Regions from separate parts of the Mus musculus genome. Here regions 1, 2, 4, 5 and 6 are each linked to region 3. Evidence: chromatin contacts called from public HiChIP or PLAC-seq and promoter capture Hi-C data. All regions are on one chromosome and are shown on one strand. Each heading gives the region's core, a stretch centred on a gene start, on an enhancer-like site or on the middle of the called end of the contact. The rest is flanking DNA. Distances are from core to core; before and after follow the strand shown. Region 1 holds the start of Acd (adrenocortical dysplasia). Region 2 holds the start of Fhod1 (formin homology 2 domain containing 1). Region 3 holds the start of Hsd11b2 (hydroxysteroid 11-beta dehydrogenase 2). Region 4 overlaps Ctcf (CCCTC-binding factor). Region 5 holds the start of Tmem208 (transmembrane protein 208). Region 6 holds the start of Plekhg4 (pleckstrin homology domain containing, family G (with RhoGef domain) member 4).

What was found. Promoter capture Hi-C pulls out the DNA fragments that hold promoters and counts their contacts. HiChIP or PLAC-seq counts read pairs in DNA pulled down with a chosen protein or histone mark. Capture Hi-C pulls out chosen DNA fragments and counts their contacts.
Region 1: a contact with region 3 is called in a promoter capture Hi-C map of pancreatic islet. The contact joins the promoter of Acd here to the promoter of Hsd11b2 in region 3. A contact is called at or near these places in 7 of 39 promoter capture datasets (cranial neural crest, embryonic stem cells, hematopoietic stem and progenitor cells and 2 more), 2 of 484 Hi-C or Micro-C datasets (embryonic stem cells and pancreatic cancer cells), 3 of 115 datasets of contacts at active chromatin or transcription factors (bone marrow-derived macrophages, memory CD8 T cells and pancreatic cancer cells) and 4 of 9 other capture datasets (adipose tissue, embryonic stem cells, liver and 1 more).
Region 2: an H3K4me3 HiChIP or PLAC-seq map of embryonic stem cells shows a contact between it and region 3, with 24 read pairs. The contact joins the promoter of Fhod1 here to the promoter of Hsd11b2 in region 3. A contact is called at or near these places in 9 of 39 promoter capture datasets (3T3-L1-derived adipocytes, the HPC-7 cell line, the SN4741 cell line and 6 more), 12 of 115 datasets of contacts at active chromatin or transcription factors (bone marrow-derived macrophages, double positive thymocytes, embryonic forebrain and 8 more) and 3 of 9 other capture datasets (adipose tissue, liver and pancreatic islet).
Region 4: a promoter capture Hi-C map of trophoblast stem cells shows a contact between it and region 3, with 3 times the contacts expected there. The contact joins the enhancer-like site here to the promoter of Hsd11b2 in region 3. A contact is called at or near these places in 5 of 39 promoter capture datasets (cranial neural crest, fetal liver, liver and 2 more), 2 of 484 Hi-C or Micro-C datasets (embryonic stem cells and nephron progenitors), 2 of 115 datasets of contacts at active chromatin or transcription factors (embryonic stem cells and memory CD8 T cells) and 3 of 9 other capture datasets (adipose tissue, embryonic stem cells and pancreatic islet).
Region 5: a contact with region 3 is called in a promoter capture Hi-C map of hippocampal neurons, with 2.7 times the contacts expected there. The contact joins the promoter of Tmem208 here to the promoter of Hsd11b2 in region 3. A contact is called at or near these places in 7 of 39 promoter capture datasets (3T3-L1-derived adipocytes, embryonic stem cells, hippocampal neurons and 3 more), 3 of 115 datasets of contacts at active chromatin or transcription factors (bone marrow-derived macrophages, double positive thymocytes and embryonic stem cells) and 2 of 9 other capture datasets (adipose tissue and pancreatic islet).
Region 6: a promoter capture Hi-C map of pancreatic islet shows a contact between it and region 3. The contact joins the promoter of Plekhg4 here to the promoter of Hsd11b2 in region 3. A contact is called at or near these places in 6 of 39 promoter capture datasets (the HPC-7 cell line, cranial neural crest, embryonic stem cells and 3 more), 1 of 484 Hi-C or Micro-C datasets (muscle stem cells), 2 of 115 datasets of contacts at active chromatin or transcription factors (bone marrow-derived macrophages and pancreatic cancer cells) and 3 of 9 other capture datasets (adipose tissue, liver and pancreatic islet).

What each region holds. Positions count from the first base shown.
Region 1 is chr8:105,699,653-105,702,794 of GRCm38.p6, reverse strand. It overlaps Acd (adrenocortical dysplasia), which reads left to right and starts at 1,567. Exons shown (of 11, transcript NM_001012638.2): 1 at 1,567-1,875; 2 at 1,956-2,092; 3 at 2,255-2,348; 4 at 2,437-2,513; 5 at 2,747-2,791; 6 at 2,900-2,934; 7 at 3,065-3,142. The coding sequence starts at 1,777. Pard6a (par-6 family cell polarity regulator alpha) reads right to left here and starts at 1,148. Exons shown (of 3, transcript NM_019695.3): 1 at 992-1,148; 2 at 399-621; 3 at 1-187. The coding sequence starts at 1,054.
Region 2 is chr8:105,346,372-105,349,834 of GRCm38.p6, reverse strand. Fhod1 (formin homology 2 domain containing 1) reads left to right here and starts at 1,865. Exons shown (of 22, transcript NM_177699.4): 1 at 1,865-2,182. The coding sequence starts at 1,982. Slc9a5 (solute carrier family 9 (sodium/hydrogen exchanger), member 5) reads right to left here and starts at 1,577. Exons shown (of 16, transcript NM_001081332.1): 1 at 263-1,577. The coding sequence starts at 458. Gm46049 (a long non-coding RNA gene) reads right to left here. Exons shown (of 4, transcript XR_003947441.1): 2 at 3,461-3,463; 3 at 2,997-3,383; 4 at 2,179-2,760.
Region 3 is chr8:105,516,978-105,520,257 of GRCm38.p6, reverse strand. It overlaps Hsd11b2 (hydroxysteroid 11-beta dehydrogenase 2), which reads right to left and starts at 1,512. Exons shown (of 5, transcript NM_008289.2): 1 at 1,129-1,512. The coding sequence starts at 1,393.
Region 4 is chr8:105,672,801-105,675,942 of GRCm38.p6, reverse strand. Ctcf (CCCTC-binding factor) reads right to left here. Exons shown (of 12, transcript NM_181322.3): 8 at 914-1,074. Among named protein-coding and RNA genes, the nearest start is that of Gm33578, 12 kb to the left of the region's middle. Within about 2 kb of position 1,267, at least 7 of the 459 cell types and tissues checked have an H3K27ac peak or open chromatin away from gene starts, as enhancers often do. A contact at or near this core is called in trophoblast stem cells, where this site is marked.
Region 5 is chr8:105,324,800-105,328,130 of GRCm38.p6, reverse strand. Tmem208 (transmembrane protein 208) reads right to left here and starts at 1,754. Exons shown (of 6, transcript NM_025486.3): 1 at 1,657-1,754; 2 at 985-1,080. The coding sequence starts at 1,662. Lrrc29 (leucine rich repeat containing 29) reads left to right here and starts at 1,863. Exons shown (of 7, transcript NM_001368408.1): 1 at 1,863-1,904. The coding sequence starts at 1,881.
Region 6 is chr8:105,371,612-105,374,984 of GRCm38.p6, reverse strand. It overlaps Plekhg4 (pleckstrin homology domain containing, family G (with RhoGef domain) member 4), which reads right to left and starts at 1,713. Exons shown (of 23, transcript NM_001364406.1): 1 at 1,123-1,713; 2 at 86-232. The coding sequence starts at 1,166.

The DNA of each region.
Region 1 (3,142 bases), core at 318-2,817, 180 kb before region 3:
ACTCGTCGGTGGGTCTCAGGTAGTAGGTCCACATCTATAACTGAAGACACCTGGCGGAAATCTTGGGGCAAGCTGATTAACAAGGGTGGCCTGGTGCGCAGAGGTGCCACTGGTCGTAGCAGGAGCCCTTTCTTGCGCCTTTGTAGAGAGTTGGAGGCAAAAGCCAGGCCACTCGAGTCACCTTCTGCTGCAGGAGAGGGGGGGGGACTAAGATTAGAGACTTCTCCCAATTGGGCCTGTGATAGGGACAATGTCAACTGTTTTCCTGCTACTTGGAGGTCAGACCAAGGGCAGAGGCTACAGAACATAAAGCCTGGGGGCCCTGGGTATGATCTACCCTGATATACCTGTCCTATCACCCTAACCCAAGAAAGCTGCCCACTGTACCCCATCCTCACCCCGTTTCTGAACCAAGAGGCGCAGAGGTGGGGGCCCGCTGGCCAGGGCCCGGTGCAAACTGTCATCGTTGGTGAGGGGCAGCAAGTCACCGTGAGCATCCGTATAGCCAAGCAGGACGTCCAGGCCAGGGATCTGGTGTACCACACACAGCAATCGCGAGAACTCCTGAAAGCCTCTCACCGAAGTGCGGGGTAGTGCAAAGCGTCGGAACTCGGCGTCAAACTGGAGGCGGGAGGGAAAGGGAACGGAGTGTCAGGACATCCCAAGCCCCTTTCTCACCACAGCACTGAGGCTGTCAGGAGAGGGAAAGGTTGCTGGAACAGCTGCAGCCTTAGGCTTAAACCTCAGCTCCAGTACAAGGGACACTGTCCAAGGTCTTTCCCTTGCTCTCCACATACCCAGGCCACAGAGGGACTCTGGAAGTCCGTAGTGGGAGGGAGGATGCGATGAGGGGAGGCAGACAGAAAAGCAGAATAGGACGGAGGATGGAGGACAGAAAGAGGTGATGGAGAGCCAAGGAACTAATAAGGGAGAGAAAGGGAATTAGGAGCCCTAGCGCAGTGGCTAGAGCCGAGACCAGAGAAGCCCTTACTTTGCTCTTCACCTCGACGATGCTATCGGGACTGCGCGCCGGAGTCCTCTGCGGCCTGGCCATTGCAGGGCCTGGCGGGCGGGGGACAGTGCCCCACAGCAGCCCGCCGAGGCGCAGGTGCACAGCCCGGCCCGCTGGCCCGAGCCGCCCCGCCCCTGGCGGTAGCACTCGCCCCGCCCTCCCACCCAAACCATGACGTCAAGGGGGACGCGACACCGAGAAACGTGGAGTCTACGTTTCCTAGGAAACGGAGACGGAGGCAGAGAGGGCTTTCTCTGTTCTTACGTCATTACGCTATGGTTCGAGCGTCCCAAAAAGGACTCGACCAATCCGAAGGCAGAATGAGGGAACAAACATTTATTAAGTTGTCCGTGCTGTCATTTTCATTTTGTAAAGGAAACTACGGCAACATTTTAGGAAAATTCTGGAGGTCTTACACAGAGCCAAAGTGGCTTCAGGCCCCATTCTCTGCTGCAGCCTCCTAACCTGGATCGCTCTCATCCAATCTAGTCCTTGCCTTTTCCTTTCCGGCTCTAGAGTTGTACTGAGGAACAGCTCACGGGCTCAGAGAGATGCCCCGGTAAGAATAAACTGTCATCAGCCAGCAGCTAGGTCAGTCAGCAGGACCCGGGAAGAGCTTGCGCAGGCGCAGAACCGCGAGGGGGGCGGAGTCTCAAACTTAGGATCCGCCTGGCGGTCACGTGCTTCCTCTCCCGCTAGAGGCGGAGCGGCGGTGCTCGCGGGAAGACCCTTTCCTGGGGGTCGCCCAGGGTGCCGCCCTGCTAATGTCCGATTCAGGGTTGCTGGCCCTACAGCCCTGGATTCGAGAGCTGATCCTAGGTTCAGAAACACTGTCAAGTCCACGAACCGGGCAGCTGCTCAAGGTAAGCAGGTCGCTCAGATCCCAGAGACCCGGGTAGAGAAGGCGGGAGTGAATTGACACTAGCCACTACTGTTGTGTTAGGTACTCCAGGACTCGGAGACTCCCGGCCCTTCTTCCGCCCCTGACACACCTGACACCGGGGCCGTGTTACTTGTGTCAGACGGAACCCACAGTGTCCGATGCGTGGTGACGCGCAACGCCATCGACACCTCCGACTGGTAAGAGAAGTGCTACTTGTCAGCGGAAGGTGGGAGGCCAGCTGGCTAGTGGGGCATTGAACCTGAAGTGGGCGGGTACTGGAGAAGTGGGGAAAGCTCATTCCCCAGGCGTATGGGGGTTTGTGCCTGTGCTCTGGACAATGAGGGCTGTGCTCGCCGCAGGGAGGAGAAGGAGCTCGGATTCCGCGGGACCGAGGGCCGGCTCCTGCTACTGCAGGCCTGCGGGCTCCGCGTTCAGGTGGCTCAGGACCATGCGGTGAGTGGTAAGGCTCACTTGGGCGGGTTGGTTACTGTACCTAGCTCTTTGTCACCACTCCTGAGACACCACTCCCCAACTCCTCCAGCCTGCGGAGTTCTACCTCCAGGTGGATCGCTTTAACCTGCTGCCCACGGAGCAGCCCCGGATACAGGTGACTGGTTGGTAAGTGGTCCCTTTAAGGGAAGGGGATGTAGCTCAGTGGCAGACTACAGGCTTCGCATGGCTGAAGTCCTGAGGGCTTCAGTCTAAATCTCTCCATATTCCTCTCCCCAAAACAAAACAGTTAAATGAAGCTTCCACCTTTTGTCTCTTCACGCGCACTTGGCATAGATCTTCAGGTGAGAGGGATGGGCATCAATAACCCTGATCACCTACCACCCTCCTCTTTCTCCCAGCAATCAGGATTCAGATGTGCAGAGAAAACTCAATGAGTGTCTTGAGTAAGTTTGGGGTTGGGCCCTGAGGCTGTGCGCGGTATGGTCACGGGTGGCAGAGCTGGGTAGATTGGCATCAGAGCTGTCCCTGAGAAGTCTTCACTGTTTCTCTAGGGACCACCTCTCAGAGTCTGCTTCTTCCAGTGCAGGTACTGGTAGGGGTTTCCCCGGTAACCCTACCTAACTCCCTCTGTGGTTCCTCAGTAAGTCACTGAAATCTCTCACTTACCCTTCCTTCTTGTTGCAACTTCAATCCTTCGGCTAAAATGCTGGCCCCAGGCCTAACCCTGTCCCAGCTTCTGGATGAGGTGAGGGAGGACCAGGATCATCGGGGAGCCCTAGTGTGTCTAGCTAAGA
Region 2 (3,463 bases), core at 616-3,115, 170 kb after region 3:
CGGCGACAGGCAGCTCTTAGGAAGGCAAATCCCCTGAACTACCAACCAAGAAGGGAGACCCACAAGAGAGCAGGAAATGGGAGAGAACCCAGATTTGTGGAATTGGAGCCTAAGTCCCCGCACAATGCAAGACGCAAATCTGGAGACCTAGGGGCTTGGGGGCGGGTCCTCTGCGGGCCGCTAGCCTGGCGTGCGGGCGCGCGAACACACACACACACACACACACACACACACACACACACACACACACACACACACTCACCGATTTTGGCTAAGCTGGCCACCAGGATCCACAGGGCCACCAGGTAGGGCGCCTCCACCTCGTGCCACTGCCAGCGGAAGAGCGCCAAGCCTGGAGGAGGCTCACCCAACGGCCCGGACTCCTGGGTGGGTTCTTCTGTGGCCCCCGCCCCCGCCAGGGGCAACCCGGGCAGAAGAAGCAGTGCGGCGCTCAGCATCTTGCTGTCCTCCGGGCACTGCACGGCCGCCGGCCCCGCGTCGCTGCCGCCGCCGCCGCCGCCGCTGCCGCCGCCTACCCGGCGCCCCCGCGTCACAGGCACGTGGGGCTCACTCCCCCCAATCCGAGCTCCGATACCCCCAGGCCAGGTCCGGACCCCGAGACCCTGCCCAGGATCCTAGCAGTTAGGATCCCCTCCTCCATCTCTTCTAGGTTAATCTCATCTCCGGAAATTCCCCAGCATAACCCTCCTAACCCCTCGAGTCCTGAAACCCACTCTTTCGAGTGTGCTCTCCTAAACCGCCTCTCCTCCGGATTCAGAAAGGTGACCAGCCACCGCGTCCCGGAGCACCAAGAAGGACGGGGGTCTCGGGAAGCAGAGACAAGCGCAGCTACTGCAGAACACCGCCCAGCAGCGGGCCACCCGTCCCAGGTGCTCAGGCTGCGGGTCCCAGTGCTAAGCTGAGAAAACCGCAGGGGGCGGTGCGCTGCCGCCTTCCAGCACGATCTCCAAAACCTGGGACCCCCCTACCGGACCACAGCTGCGCACGCGCACTGGGCACACCCAGAAAGCCTAATGGACAACGGTGCTCTCAACGTACCCAGAAACCTCAAGGCCGGGACGGACCCGGCTCTTTCCAGGCTGAAAAGCTGGCTATTCCTCATCTCTCCAGAGCCCAGAGGCGCCGCCTTCCCTTTCCTTCAAACTACAGGGAACTGTTTGCCTATTCCATGGATCTGAGAGGACCTTATGGAATTCCCTTTAAATTAGGAACAACTTGGGGCATTTGACTCATCTCGCCCCAAACCGAAGAATGTCTCCACTTTTCATTCATCACCCAAGCCGAAAAAACATGTGCTACCTGCCTCCTCACAGTGACTCATCCCATTCTTTTTCGAGAAAGAGCACCCGTCCTCTTTTTTTTTGCCCCCACAGCTAAAGGGGACTGAATCCACCTCTTCTTTCAAATATAAAATCTATTTCCACTTCTTATTCCACATTGAAAGAGATTCTTCTTACTGCTTTCCCCAAATGAGAGAAATGCTTTCATTTGTCTTTCAAGCTAGCAATTAGTCCCATCTCGTCCCTTGAGAGTGGCCCAGCTACCCAGATTATCCGAAGAGATTTACCCCCCCCCCCCCATCTGCCCTAAAAATCCTTACAAAGATCCGCTGCAGCCTCGCCCATACCAAATCTAAAGAAAGTCTCCCCGCCCTCTGCTCTGAGGCGGAGCGGGAGCTCGGGTTTTCCCGCCCTCCTAGCAATGGAACTAACGGGATCACCAGCTCTCTGAGTGGCTGGCCCAAGCGCCGCCTCCGGCGGTGGTTAACCCCGAGCGCGCGCTCGCCGCTCAGTCTTGGCTCCACCCCCTTCCTTGGTCCTACCTTCATCTGGCTCCGCCCCTCGAGCCGCGAGCGTCCGGCCCAGCCTGGCCCGGCCCTAACAGCAAAGTTTAGTCGAGTTGAAGTTGCAGCATTTGCAGGGGACACAAGAGGCGTCCAGCGGTAGCCGGTGGCAGAGCCATGGCGGGCGAGGAAGAGCGCGGGGATGGGGACCCAGTATCCGTGGTAACTGTGAGAGTGCAGTACCTGGAAGACACCGACCCTTTCGCTTGTGCCAACTTCCCGGAACCACGCCGGGCCCCCACCTGCAGCCTGGACGGGGCTCTGCCCCTGAGTGCGCAGATCCCTGCTCTGCACCGACTCCTGGGGGCGCCTCTTAAGGTGAGGGGCGCTGCGGAGGTTGAGGTGGGCGGTGGACAGACAGTGCTTCTAGGAGAGAGATCGTCACGGGCGGGTGCTCGCCTCCAGAAAAGTCTCCGGCCGGGGTCCTAAGGTCTATGCTCCTCTGCCTACAGGGGGAGACTCAAGTTGAGGGGACAGTATAGAAGCCAAATGAGAGTTTGTGATTTGTTCCACTCGGGCTTCCCTTGAAAGTTAGGCCCTCCTGAAGAGGTGCTTGGAGTCCCCTCGCTGCCTCTTTGCCAGGGTTGCTGCTGTGGTTGTAGCGGATTGGGGAAGTGGAGTTGGGAAGGGACAGACTTCCACCTGCTCCAGGTAGTCGGGGGCGGGGCCCCAAAGAGGGGCGGGTTTAGGGAGCAATCATAGAAGGGATCGAGGCTACCGGCTGGGTTGGGTCCTTGGAATACAGTCTCTCCAGCGCTGTTGAAGACTGGAGTCCCAGCCAGGATGAGAGGAGTCCCTTGGAAGCGGCCGTGCGCTCATGGGAGGCTGCCCGGGTGGGAAAGCCCTTTGCGTCACCGCCCCCATGGTCCCTTAGGCCCGCCGCTGGTGGCCTACGCCTGGAAGGGAGGGGGTGGATCAGTCTAATTTTAAACCGCTGGCCTACCCTAGTTGCCGACGTTCCTAGGCCGACTTTGCTCAGTTAGAGAGGCATTTTTCCGTATGTCCAGCAGGACCACCCCTCCCCTCCTGCTGGCCTCCCCTCCACCTCCCCGCAGGCATCCCTTTCCGGCTTGCTTTTTCCGGGCCAGGACTCCCAGAGGCATACACACTACCACCCCCCAGGGTTCCTGACCTGCGGGTTAGCTGGGAGCTGTGAGGGAGATGGGAGGGAGTTGATGGGGTGCCACAATTGGGCGCGGGGTTGCGTAAACATGGCCCTTAGCCCCGGGGTCTCCCCTGGAATGTGCCCTAGGCTCCAGGCCTCTAAACTGCATTCCTCGCGTTGCAGCCAGCCCTGCCTCCAAGTGCAGTCAGGAGGGGGTCGGCGAAACTTGGCCTGGGGAGTGGCCAGTGGCCAGGCAGAGCCCCAGCTCTTTAAGACCACAGCTGGAAGAATGCAGCATACTGCCCACCTCCAGAGTTTTCTGCGTAGTCTACTTTGTGTTCTTCTACTGCTCTGTTCAGAGGGGTCTGGAGGAAGCTTGCCCAGTCTGAGGTCACCTGGCATTTAGTATACGGACTACAGAGAAAAGGGTGCAGAATTGCAACTGTTTAGACAGACCAGGGAGAAAGGGGTGTGGAACTGAGTCCACTTACCCG
Region 3 (3,280 bases), core at 263-2,762:
CACCCTCTCTTCCGAAGCCATATCACCTTAGTGCAATCTGGTTTCTCACCTGACATTCGGGTCTCCTCCCAAGGAAACTTCACATCCCCCCCCCCCCCCAGCCAGACTGGTTATTGACTGTCCCCTTCCCAAACCGTGCTTATTTCTTTCTGTCTTAAACCTTTGTCTCACGCCCTTTCTAGGATCCAAGACACCTTTCAGATTCCACCTGTCACTACCCAACTCCCTCCAAGGTCCAGTTCAAGGATTTCCTCCTAAAGTCTCCCGGCCCTATCCTATCATGCAGACCACCCATAAAGGACCAAGACCTCCAAGAAGCCATGGTGGTTGGGGGAGAAACAGCTGCCCCTCCCCCCATGCAATGGACCAATGCCCCCTGGCCTTCCTCCCCCTCCCCATTTCCTGCTGGGTCTGCAGCCCCCCTCCCCTCCCCTTCCCTCCTGATGACAGATTTATTCCCTGCTCCAGACAAAGAAAGCACAGGCAGGCACTAGAGACACCTGAGTCCAGCTCTCTGAGGACCCTTTCCTGGGCACCCAGGGCTGGGCAGGATGAGGTGTTAGGTGTAGACTGCAGGCGGCTGCAGTTTTGGCAGTGGGTAGCTGGATCTAAGAAGCAGCTACTCTCCAGCTGCTGTGAACTCAGGCGGTTCTGAACTCCAAGGATTCCAGCCAGAGGAGGTCGGGGAGCAGAACTCACCATCTAAGCACTCTGCCCCCAGAGAATAGCAGATACTGTGTTCTAGTGATGTGGGGGATGTCAGGCAGAGTTCAAGAGATGGCATTATCCCCGTCTCGGGTCTTCTGAAGTCCCCTAAAGTACTGTCTTCTGCTCCACACCTGATCTCTTAAGGAGCTCAGCATAAACTAAGTTTCTCCTCTTTCAGTCACTAGTTTCCTTTGAGCACCTGCCCACTCTCTACTTTCTCACCAATAATCCTCGCGGTCGCAGGTAGTTAACCCAGACTTGGTGAGGTGCCCGGAGCTTCCTACTTGGCTCACTTTCTTGCGTTTAGAGAAGGACTCTTACGTCTGAGCTGCGGAGTTCCCCTTGATGGCGCCCAAGGGAAACCCTCTAGGTGTGCGGTCCCGCCCTCCAGCCTGGAGTCCCTGCGCTCTGCACACTCACCGGTGATGAGCACCGCGCGAGTGGCCACCGGCAGGCGAGGAGGGCGCGCTAGGCGGGACAACGCGATCCAGCCAGCACCAGCCAGCACCACGAGTGCCGCCGGCGGGGGCAGCAGGCGCTGGCACAGCCAGTCGAGAGCAGCCAGCAGGGCCAGTGCCGCCAACAACGGGCGGCCCAGACGCAGGTCTGAGCGCAGCAGCTGCAGCAGCGCGCGGGCAGCCACCAGCAGCCAGGCGCCGCCCGACGGCCAAGGCCAGCGCTCCATGACTTCGGGGCCGGGCTGGGGCGGGGCGGGGGCCTGGTTGGGGAGCGCCGAGAGGGACTCGAGGCTAGGACACGGAATGCAGAGGAACACCGGCCTGGGGTGGGAGGGATACTCGCTTTCTTTGCGGGGTCCTCGGACCCAGCTTATAAAGCGCCCTGGGGGCGGGGTTGGGGCGGTGCGAAGGCGGGGCTAGGGTGGGGCTTTCCTCCACTTCTATCTTAGCACCCCACGCCAGGCAGGTGCCCCCCCGCCCAGCCCCCCTGTCTAGATCCGTTTTCGAAGAAGCCGGAACAAAGTCCCCAAGTTGCATGAGGCGGAGCCGTCAGTCGCCAGCTTCGCCCGGGAAAGGGCCAGTCTGCCCAACCCTGTGCCTTACATCTCATTCACTCCTGTGCGCCTATTGGCATGCCAAGGACTCTGAGCCTCCGAGCTCAGGAGTGCACATCCTGCTCACGCTTCCTCAGGGATACTTAACACACACATACCACCAACATCAGCACCACCACCACCAACTTTCATTCAAGTATTCCACATTGCTGTGGCTGTGACTGCCATGACTTCCAGAACACTGCATGGAAGCAGCCAGAGTCTGCTGCCAGCCACACCCGCCCCCGCATGCAGTGCCAGGCATGGCCTTAGGTCCCTGGTACACACGCCCAAATGTGCACTCTCACCTGGGTAGTTCTCAGCCACAGCTAGGAGAGAAGGGGGGTTCTGTTTCACTTCATTTTCTTCCATAGTCTAGAACTGGGGATGGAGGGAGAGGAAGGAGGAGGAGGAGAGAGACATACATACAGAGAGACAGAAACACACAGAGAAAGACAGAGATGGAAAGGTCAATGAAGGCATCAAGGTCTCCTTTTTTCTTTAGCTTCATCTACCCCCTCCCCAGGAACCAGTTAATGGGAAGACCTGGGAGAAGGGTCAGGACAGGGTGGTCCCTGATCTGCTACACTGAGTCCCCAGGGGATGAATTAAGTAGTGTGTGGGTGCATTTCCCTCCCTGTGTGTATGAAGGTCCTTGTTTGTGTGTGGCCTGGCACCCTGCGCCACCCCCGTGTCTGGCAACCTGTGCCTAACATGCATGCCAGGGCTCTGGCAGGCACTGGGGGTTAAGTGCAGAGCGAGGAGCAAAGCCGAGCTGTGGAGATCCCTACGTCTGTGAACCCCCAGACCTTCCCCCCTTGACACACACACCTCCCCATTCCTCATCTCTATCCTTTCTAGGTCCTGAGAGGGTCATAGATTCCTTATCACAGCTCTCTGTCCTGCGGTTCATTCTCTTCCCTGTATCCAGAATCCGGTCCAGTGTTTCATGTAAACACTCAAAGCCCTCCCTTCCATCCGGGTGTGGGTTCCTGAAGAGCCAGTGAACTCTTCGGGAAGGAGCTGGTGTCCAGACTCTCTTGAGAGGAAGAACTCTGCATGAAGACCCCTGTTCCCCACTCAGAGTCACTCCTCTGTCCCCACTCAGAGTCACTCGTGTGTTTCCATCCACCCATCCTCTGTCTATAAATATGGACAATGGTGGAACCCTGGCCTGGGTGTCAGGACTTGCCTGAGTAAGCTGTGTGTCCCTGACCTTGGGTGTGTGGCTTTGAGTTCTTTTATATCTGTGTCTATGGGGTTCTATGCCCTGTGTCATGTATGACCTTATGTGTGCTTGCACATAAGTGTGTATGTGCTACGTGTGCTTCCTATAGCTTCTGTCTCCTCTTCTTGCTTCTAGGAACTCAGAGAAACAATCCTTTTCTAAACCCACTGACTCCGGTTGTTCTGAGTCAATTGTCCAGGTCAAGAAATGAATGACATGCCTTGCTTTAACTAAGTTATCCTCCTTAGAATCCAGCTACAGTTTTTCCAGCCTCAGCCACTTTAAGTACTTTC
Region 4 (3,142 bases), core at 18-2,517, 160 kb before region 3:
CTTAAGGGTTAACAATGTTTGCTGTGATGGTAACAGTCTTTTCATAGGGAAGCCAAAGTTGTCCCTAAAACCCCAGCAGAGAAAGCTGCTCACTCCAGTGTAAGAATCATTTTGGGGCCAGACTCTTCTCTCAAGTCTTGGACTGAATGCCCTTGGGATTTTTTTGGTTTGCTTTTATTCCAGGCATAGTCTCATGTAGCCAAGGCTGGACTCTAATTCACTATATAGTCAAGAATGACTGCCGGGCGGTGGTGGCGTACACCTTTAATCCCACCACAGAGGCAGGCGAATCTCTGAGTTCAAGGCCAGCCTGGTCTACAAAGTGAGTTCCAGGCCAGCCAGGTCCATATAGTGAAACCCTGTCTCAAACAAAAACAAAAAAAAAAAAATATCAATTGTGACCAATGTATATGTATATGGAGACCCAGATTCAAATGATAAAGAGTAGCATCTATGATTCCTTATACTTGTCTGAAAAATCTTCTTAGAAAGAGTTACTAGGTTGGGTGTGGTAGCACACACCTTTAATCCCAGCACTCAGGAAGCAATAGTCAGATGGATCTCTAAATTTTTTTTTTTTAAAGATTTATTTATTTTTATTATATGTAAGTACACTGTAGCTGTCTTCAGACACTCCAGAAGAGAGAGTCAGATCTCATTACGGATGGTTGTGAGCCACCATGTGGTTGCTGGGATTTGAACTTCAGACCTTCGGAAGAGCAGTTGGGTGCTCTTACCCACTGAGCCATCTCACCAGCCCGGATCTCTAAATTTAAGGCCACCCTAATGTACAAAGAGATTACACAAAGAAACCATATCTCAATTAAAAAAAAAAAAAAAAGAACCACCATACTAGTCATGATACTTGACATGGATAGAGCATCAATGGCTTTTTAACTAACACAGCACCTACCTGTCTACAAGCATAATCACACTGGTCACACTTGAAGCGCTTCTCATTTTTGTGTGATTTTTGATGCTGGATGAGAGCATATCGCTCATGAAACACAGCATCACAGTAGCGACATTTTTTGCCCTGTTCAATATAGGAATGCTGCTTTCGCAAGTGGACACCTGCAAACAAAATATAAAGCCAAGCTGAACTTGGAAAAATCACAAGTTAAATATTTCAATAAATTAGTACTATATTTAATTTACTTCTTAAGAACATGAGATCAGAAGTAAAACCTTTGGTTAGTAGGTGAGAGCCTGAGTCAGACCCTAGTGCTGTTTCGGCCCCACCCTTCTCCTTCTCCATCCAACAGTAACAACAGATGGGGAGATAACAGGTCAAAGATGGAAGCCTGAGGCCTGCACTGGACCCGGAAGCAATCGTAAGTGCTGAGGAATCCAGGAAGTGAGAGCAATGGAGCAATGGAGGTCAGAGACTAAATGTGAGGAAAGGCGAAGAGTAACGTGGGTGCTGGACATAACACCCAGTGAAGACAAAGCCACGTACTGAGGTGAGGAGTAGTGGAAAGGGATTAAGGCCAAGCTGTGTCTGTTCTGGCAGGGAAGTGTAGGTCATTCCAGACCTATAGTCTGACAGATACTGAATCCCAAACAATGACATTAAAATAGGGATGGGAACAGAAAAGGATAGTCTGGTACTAAAACAGGAGTGGAACCAGGGAGTTGATGAGGTCACTAAGACAAAAGGCCAAGAGTAAGAACTCGTATGGCCAGGCTTGTTTCACTGTTGAGTCAGGGTCTCTATGATTCAAATAGCTTACAATGTAGACCAGGCTGGCCTAGAACTCACAGATAACTGCCTAACCATCTTCTGAATGCTGGGATTAGAAGCCTTCACCACCACACCCAGCCTGGGTTAGGCTAAGAGTCAGGGCCACTGAGAAGAGGGACCAGTTTTAAAAAGGGGGGCTAGGGGAGGAACTACCAAAGAGAGAAACCCAAGAGCACTTTAATCATGGAGGCCGAGGAAAAAAAAGTGCTTTACAGAGAGTGCAGTGCACCACTTGTTTGTTGGGGTAAGGCACTGTTAGGGAAGCATATAAAATGAGTGGAGTGTTTCAGCAAGGCCCTTTACTGGAGTGCCAGTAGATAGTGCAAATGAAAGGGATGATAAACACAGGGAAGGAAAGACTACAAGGGACAAAACTGTTCATTAGGGCTGGCTGGGAGGAAGGGAGTTAAACCTAGGGCTAGAGATGTAACTCAGTGAGAAACAGCTTACCTATCACACAACATGACCCAGATTTAATTTCCAGCAATATGGGATGGTATGGAGTGTGTATGAGTGTTGTGGGATACATTTGGAAAAACTCAAGTTATTTTAAAAATGTTTTTGTGGTACTAAAGATTGAATGCAGGGCCCTACACATACCAGGTAAGCACTTGAGCACTCAGCTTTGTCACCAGCCTTCTTTTTTAAAAAAACCTTTGAGACAGGGTCTCCCTACATGGGTAAAGGCATATCCTCTTGCCTCAGCTTCTTGAGTAGCTTGATAACTTGTCTATACCATGAGGCCTTATCCAAAATAGTTCTTTTGTGGATAGGAGAGAAAGGAGTACACCAACTTGAAAAGAAAGATCCAGGAGTACGAGAGTGAAGATAAACAAAATAATAATGAAAACCTGTCAGGAAAACAGAAAAGTGGGGCTGAGGGTGAAGGGACAAAGAACAGATAAAGAAAGTCACACCAACTCCTAAAGATGGACAGGAAAGATGAAGGTAAATATAGATACAAGGATATTATAGTTGGTTTTATAACAGGAAATTTCACCCTGCTGCCTTTCTATCCTAAGAAGAAAAACCAGGAAGGTTAGTAGTTAAAAGAAAGGGAAAGACTTTTCTAACTCTACTGCATCATGGCACCTCCTACAGAGTAGAGCCAAAGGATCTGTGCCACAAATGAATTAATATACTAAGGAACAATAGGAGCAGCCCTGAAAGAGCAAGTCGGAGGACTGCTCCGGAGGAGAGCAGCCCATGTTGGGATTATAAACATATGATATGCAAAGCCAGTGTCTCTTCCCTAAGAGAAACTAAAACCCAAAAAGACGAGAGGACCAATTCTATGGACCAGGCTCAATCCCAGCATGGGAGGTGGGGGGAAGAGATAGATGGTACACACACTTCATACACTCATCTCTGGGCTCAGAGGCTGCAGAAGGACATCAG
Region 5 (3,331 bases), core at 505-3,004, 190 kb after region 3:
CAGCCCCCCACCCCGCAAATTATGGGCTTTCCTCAACTCTGACCGAGAACTGGGCCAGACTAGGAGGAAGAAACCTGGTGGTGGAAGACCTCTGCTTTCTGAGTCAGATAGCGCTTAGACTCATATCTGTCCAGGAAGAGTAGCCTTAGTATAACATGTATAAGCTTGGTATGGCCTCAGTATAACAAATCTCAGCTGGGACTTTTTATTTATTTATTGTTGTTTTGCTTTGTTTCCCCTTCATTTCTTCATGTTTTGCTTCTATGTCTAGTTCATATTTCTTCTGTGCCTGGCTACTTTTTTTTTTTAAATGGTTTAAAATTAAAATACATTTTACATGTATGAGTGTTTTTGCCTGCAATGTATCTATGTGCACCATGTGCCTGACGCTGTGCCTGGTACCATAGAGGTCACAAGAGGGCATTGGATCCACTCAATGAGAAGGTTTCGAGCTACCATGTGGTGCCCCTGGAGTGGAACCGAGGTCCTCTGTAAGAGCGACAAGTGCTCTGACCACTCAGTCCCTGGATACTTTGGGGGGAGGAGGGCAGTGTTTGCTGGCGATGCTGGCAGAGCCTAGCCAAGGGCTCCACCACGGCGCTACACCTGCTCTCACTCTCTCGAATGAGACTTCAGTCTTTCTGTGGGGCTCTGGTTACCACTCAACACTCTGACCTCAGTCTTCCAAATAGCTAGAAATACAGTTATATGCCACTATGGCCAGCTTCACTTATTAACCCCATCACCCCTTTTTATTTTTATTTTTAATTTTTTTTTTTGAGATAGGATTTCTTTGTTACTCAAAGCTAACTTCAAACCGCCCATCTTTCTGCCTGAGCCTCCCTGGTGCAGGGATTACAGGCTGGTGTCTGCCTGGCTTCATTTCTTTACAACGTTCTCTTTTGGAGCCTTGGCTGTCATTTGCCAGCGCTCCTAATCAGATAGGAATGAGAGGGCAGAGAAAGCACAAGGCAAGCAACTTACGTTGGCTCCCAGTATGATCCGAAGGTAAAACTTGAGAGTTTCTTTGTTCTCTTCAAATATCTGTTTCTTCCCTCTGGTACCCACTTTTCCTTTGGGCTGCGGAGGGTTGGTGAGATGCTGTCAGAGCTGTTTTGCCTCAGTCCTCCTCACTCCCTGTACCAGCCTGGTTACCTGCAGCTTTATCTACCCCGCAGCCAAGTCCTTAGCGTGCTTTGTCAACCCTAGCAATCCCTGAGATACCGACCACTCCTCTAGTCCATCTTCCTAATATAGTTAGGACACCGACTTTACTGTACCCCCAGTTATGATCGCCTAATGCTCACCCCAAAACAATTCAAATTACGTTAGTATCTTCTTTGGCTTTCCTCGTAAGGTTCAGCTTTGGGTTGAGATCCTCTCCGGGAAAACTCCAGCGGAACTTAATGGCGTCCCTCTGGGGTAGTGGTTTAGATCTGGAACTGGCAACTACCCTCGCCCGCGCCCGCCCTAGCCTCCAACACTAGTCCTGGTGTAGTCCTGCACGGCCACTCTCCCCGCATCCCGTTCGGTCTAGCACAGTCCATTGGGTGGCGCCCCTCTCTGGCCCAGTGCCTTATGCCTTCGAGCCCTTCTGTTTTTACTTTCCCAACATCGGGAAAGCTTTGCCGGTGCAGACCACGCCTTGTCCCTTACCGCCATGGTGCGCAGCAGACACCCAGCCACTGAAACAAGGGCGAGTAACTGGAACTGCAGTCAGTAGACACCACATCGGCAGCACATGCACTTCCGGTAAAGAGCGCAATCGTTCGCTCCTGGGCGGAAGTGGATTTCATTTCCTTCCGAAGCCCCGCCCCCTGAGTCGGTGGGACTACACTTCCCAGAAAACCTTGCGTGGGGGCGGAGACGGCAGAACTGCGATGGCGGACTCGCTGCCTCTGGAGGTGAGAGGAAGCGAGCGGTCCTTCAGGCCTTGGTCGGGGACAGGCCCCGCCTTCGGGGTCCCGAGCTTTGGGGAAAGGCTATCTGACAGCTCGCCCGGCACCTCCCGCCAGGCGGAAACGAGCCGCCCGGCGGATCCCACGACCTGAAAACTCTGGGTAACGGTCCTCTTTGGGGCCACTTCGACCCCTTCGGTTGGGATACCATTCCCTCTTTACCCATTGGCCCCAGAAGATGGCTGCTCTGTCACCTCAATGAGGACGGACTCACTGCCCATCCCTTTCCCTTGAGATGGCCGTTCCCTCCCCCTCAGTTCTAGAAGATGTCCGCTCCACCGTCCCTGAAGGGTAATCAATTTTATCCCCATTGGCCCCTTGGAATGGTCGTTCCATTTCCTCCACCCCTCCCCCACCGTCCTCGCAGTTGGAAATAGACTGCTCCCGCCCCCTAGTTCTGGGGACCATACCCAATGTCCTTAATGTAAGACAAGCCTGCTCCTCATTCTAGACCCCTAGTGATGGCTGCCCCTGTATTATTCAACCCCATGGGGTGTTTGTTCCTTTAGCCAGGGGCAAGGAGATACAGATGCAGGCTTTGTGTCTTGCACCTTTTTTGAAATGGCTTCTCTATCCATTTTGCCCTGAGGGTTGGCAACCCCCTCTCGTTGCCCTAGGAAGTCAGGCCTTTTCCCTTGAGTCGTGACATCCTATTCCCTTTTGGCCCCAGAAGGTATCTATTCATCCCTGTAAACCCCATGGGTTACCAGTAGTAGTAATCTTTTGGGGTGCTCTCATGGGATGACCACTCCACCCCTATCTCTACTCCTCTAGTGCTAGAAAGGCATTTCTCAGGATAATGAATTATGTATGATCCTTTCCATTAAGACATGTTGTCCTTTAGCATGGCTCCCAGGGTTGATCATTCAGAAGATAGGTCAGCCACTCTCTTAGTCCAGTCTTCCCTCTTAGCCCCCTAGGGATGGGGGCTTAGTCATCCCAGTCCCATCCATACTCTTCCTCATGTCTCTCCTCTCTGGTCCTAGTCATTTTCCTCTGAATAGTAATCTCCTTTATCCCCCACCCCTTCCCTGAGCAAACCTTTGGTGAAAGTAGAGGCAAAGGACTATCTTTAGTCCAGTAAATACTGGGTGAGTACTGCGTATGTACTTAGCATCTGAGAAGAAAGGAGAAAACACAGCGGGGCTAGTGAAGTCACTGTAGAAGGACTTTGCAGAAAGAGCCCCACATACGGGAAAAGAGATGCTGTGTTGGTAGTGAGGATGGGCTGGGGGTGTTCTGGGAGCAGCAGGCCCAACCAGGCATGGAGGTCTGGACTGTGAGATTAGTGGTGAACCCAGGTTTTTCACGAGGGGCACTGAAACTGGACTATATATGGATTAGCAAGGCTGAACATAGAAGGAAACTGTAAA
Region 6 (3,373 bases), core at 464-2,963, 150 kb after region 3:
CACACCCCTGGGACGTGCAGTGGGGAACTCTGAAGCCGGGAGGCTACACCACCAGAGCCGTCGAACTAACGAAGAACAAACGCACCGCAGCCTCGAGGATGGGTACAGCGAGGCTGCCCAGATTCCAAGGGCGCCACCTTCTGGTGGCTCGAAGGGCCGCAAGGCCGCTGTGGACGCGGCGCTCTCTAGGGGCTGGAGGACCGAATCACAGGTTCTTCCGGAAGGCGCCGCTCTGCAAGGCCGAGGGTGCGGAGGAGAGCTGGGACCACGCCTACTGCCCCCTGCCTAGAGCATCCGCGCCCGCCGGCCGCTGGGTTCCTACTCTCAGTGCCTCGGAGACTTGGCGAGCCCTCCCTTGACTTCTCATTCTGCCGACCCCGGCAACATTCATTCCACTGTGCTCACTGTGCTCAGAGCTGGAACTGTCTGAAAGGGTGAGTGAGCCGTGGCTCTGCCGATGGAAAGAAGGCTCTTGCACGAAGCAAAGGACGCCCTTGTGGGAGGAGGGCAAGGCTCCTTTACCATTCCCGTGATGGGACATGGGAATACTTGCCCAGCTTCCATGTACAAGATGAGGACCACTCAAGCCCTCGTGGTCCTCAGAGCTGTCCCACCACCCACCACCACACACTCACACACACACACATGTGAGTCCATGATTAGGGGCCGTCTCCAGAGAGACTCCCTATGCCCTGGTAGCTGCGTGTGGATAATCTTCACGGATAGTGGGAGGGACCACCACTCCTCTGTAGCCTGAATCTCCCCTTCAGGTTCTCAGGCCCACCCACCACGGAACAGGTTGGATGGGCTGTGAGGTGTAACTCAGTAGCAGAGCCCTTGCCTGACTTGTGTGAGCCCCCAGGTTTAATTAATAAAACAAACAACAAAAAGACAGAGAAATAAATTAGAGATAAACGGTGACATCCCATGACTTGTTAAACCCGGAAGGTGAAGAGGGTAGGTAGCTATGTCTCTGGGTGGGAATTGACCCAGGCCTGCCAACATACATAAGGCTCAAACCCTCATTCCCTGAGTTCTTTTTCCCTATCCACAGAAAAGGGTGGCTAAGAAAGCTGGTGCCCTGGGGCCAGAGACCAGCTGAGATCTGGTTCCATCACTCACCTCTTGTGGGCTGTTCCAGGGACCCTTTTCTCTTTGCACCTCATCTTCCTCTCCTGTAAGACAAGAAAAGCATTCTTTTCTCCTGGGGTTGCCCGATGGACCAGGGAAATCCTGATGGATGGATCAGATATCTGTGTTCATGCCCTGCCTTCCCACTTCACCCTTCGTTAGGGAATCTTGAACTGATGAAAGACACTGGGATAGCTGGGAGACCCCTACTCGTTCTTAACTCTAAAGTCTGGGGTCCTTTTGGAGGAAGTGGGCCTGGCCTAACACTCTTGAATTTGTGGAAAGATCATAAGAAAAAGGTTATCTGTGCAACCAGACAAAGGCATGTAGCCCCCACACCATGGCCTTGGTCCCTGGGAGGAGAGGACACTGGACATAATGCCTTCCCTGGCTCTAAGTCAGGCGATTCCTTCATGAATCTAGTTATCAGCTGCAGCCATGGTAGAAACAACAGGCGTCCCCACCCATCTCTGACTCTAAGGCAGATTCTGAAGAGCAAGGGGCAAGGCTGGCCTTGGAGTTGTCCTTCTCCAGCCCCAGCTCCTAGGCATGTCTTCCATCTCTCCTTCCTCTAGCTTCAGTGAGCATCAGGTCCAGTCTTGGCTTCTGTCCTTGGTTCTTGTCCCAGGCCACCCCCACTGAGTCATTGCCCCTCCCTCCCTCTCTCCTTCCCTCCCTCCTGCTTCTGAGGCTCACCTCCACCCACTAGCCAGGCCCCCAGGAGCTGTAAGAAGATGGACTTCCCGGGAGGAACATAACCCTTCCCAGGGATGAAGCAAATAAGAGGCATCAGGTCTCAGGCCCTAACTGACCCAGGCCCTCTGAACACAGCAGGCGGTTGGGGGAGCGCAGGCACGCGTGCTGAGACAGAGGCAGAACTAGGCTGTGGTTTTCTCACTCCACACAGAATGTGCCCTGTAAGCAGGCAGACTGAATATTGTCCACTTTGATATTTCGAGCTCTGTATGTCAGGCCTGGCACAGAATAAATATTTAGGGGTATCTAAGACTAGTCACACCGCCCCTCCCGTCCTGAACTCTTCCCACGTGGGTGACGTGGAAACCAAGGTTAGAGAAAATGACTGACAGACAGACTCAGACAGAAGAGGCAGAGAGCTGTGAGGCACACGTATCTGGGATGGGAAAGGCATGGAACAGCAACAGGGACAGACACTGGCCCAGTGCGGGACAGTGGGGGGCTAGGCCTGGAGCCAACCTGGGGTGGCTGACCACAGCGGGCTTCCAGAGCTGAGCTTGCAAGTCTGAACAGTGACTCACGAAGGCCATCTCTGGTTCTGCTGGTTGCTGAATCTACTCAGAGAAGTCTTTTCCACTGAGATTGTAGAATGTGGACAGCCCCCCCCCCCACTCCGCCCTCCCCCCTCCCCAGCCCTCCCTACCTCTCTTTTCTTGACAACATCCATCCATAAGGAAAGAAAAGGGAAGAAAAGAAAAGAAAAGGCGACTCCTTAGCTTTGGAGATCTGGGGATACATTCCCTTAAGTCTGTGTATGACTTAAGTCCCTTAAGCCAGGACCACTGTAATCAGCAAAGCAACTGATTTCTCAAACCTCCCAGACCCCTCTCATCTTTGACCCAAATAAACCCAGGCTCCTGGGAGTGGCATTCAAGGCCACCAGGGGCATCACAGCCTTTTCTCTTAGGTCCCAGACTGCATGGGGAAACAGAGCTGACTAAAACCCTGTTGTCTCAGACCACCTTCTTTGACGTAGAACGGCCCTCATTGTGACCAAAGAGTGCATGCCTCTAATCTAGGGCTTGAGATGAAAGGGCTGGACGATACACAAGTTCAAGGCTAGCCAGGTCTAAAAAAAAGGGGAAAAAAAAAGTTCCAGACAAGACAGAGCTTCATAACAAGATCCTGTTGTTTTTTTAAGATGGAGGGAAGCTAGGGAGATAGCTTTGTGGATAGCATAAGGCCCTGTGTTTGATTCTCAGAACACTTTTTTTTTTTTAAGCTAAACATGCTGGCACACTTGTAATCCTAGCACTGGGGAGGCAGAGGCAGGCAGATCCTGGGCTAGCCAGCCCAGCCTAAATAGCAAGCTCTAGGCCTATGACATCTGGATCCCCCCTCTCCATTCATTCCAGGTAAGATAACCACCCTGTCATTTTTGTCCAATCAAGTGGCCAAACTTTTTTTTTTTTTTTTTGGTTTTTCGAGACAGGGTTCCTCTGTATAGCTCTGGCTATCCTGGAACTCACTTTGTAGACCAGGCTGG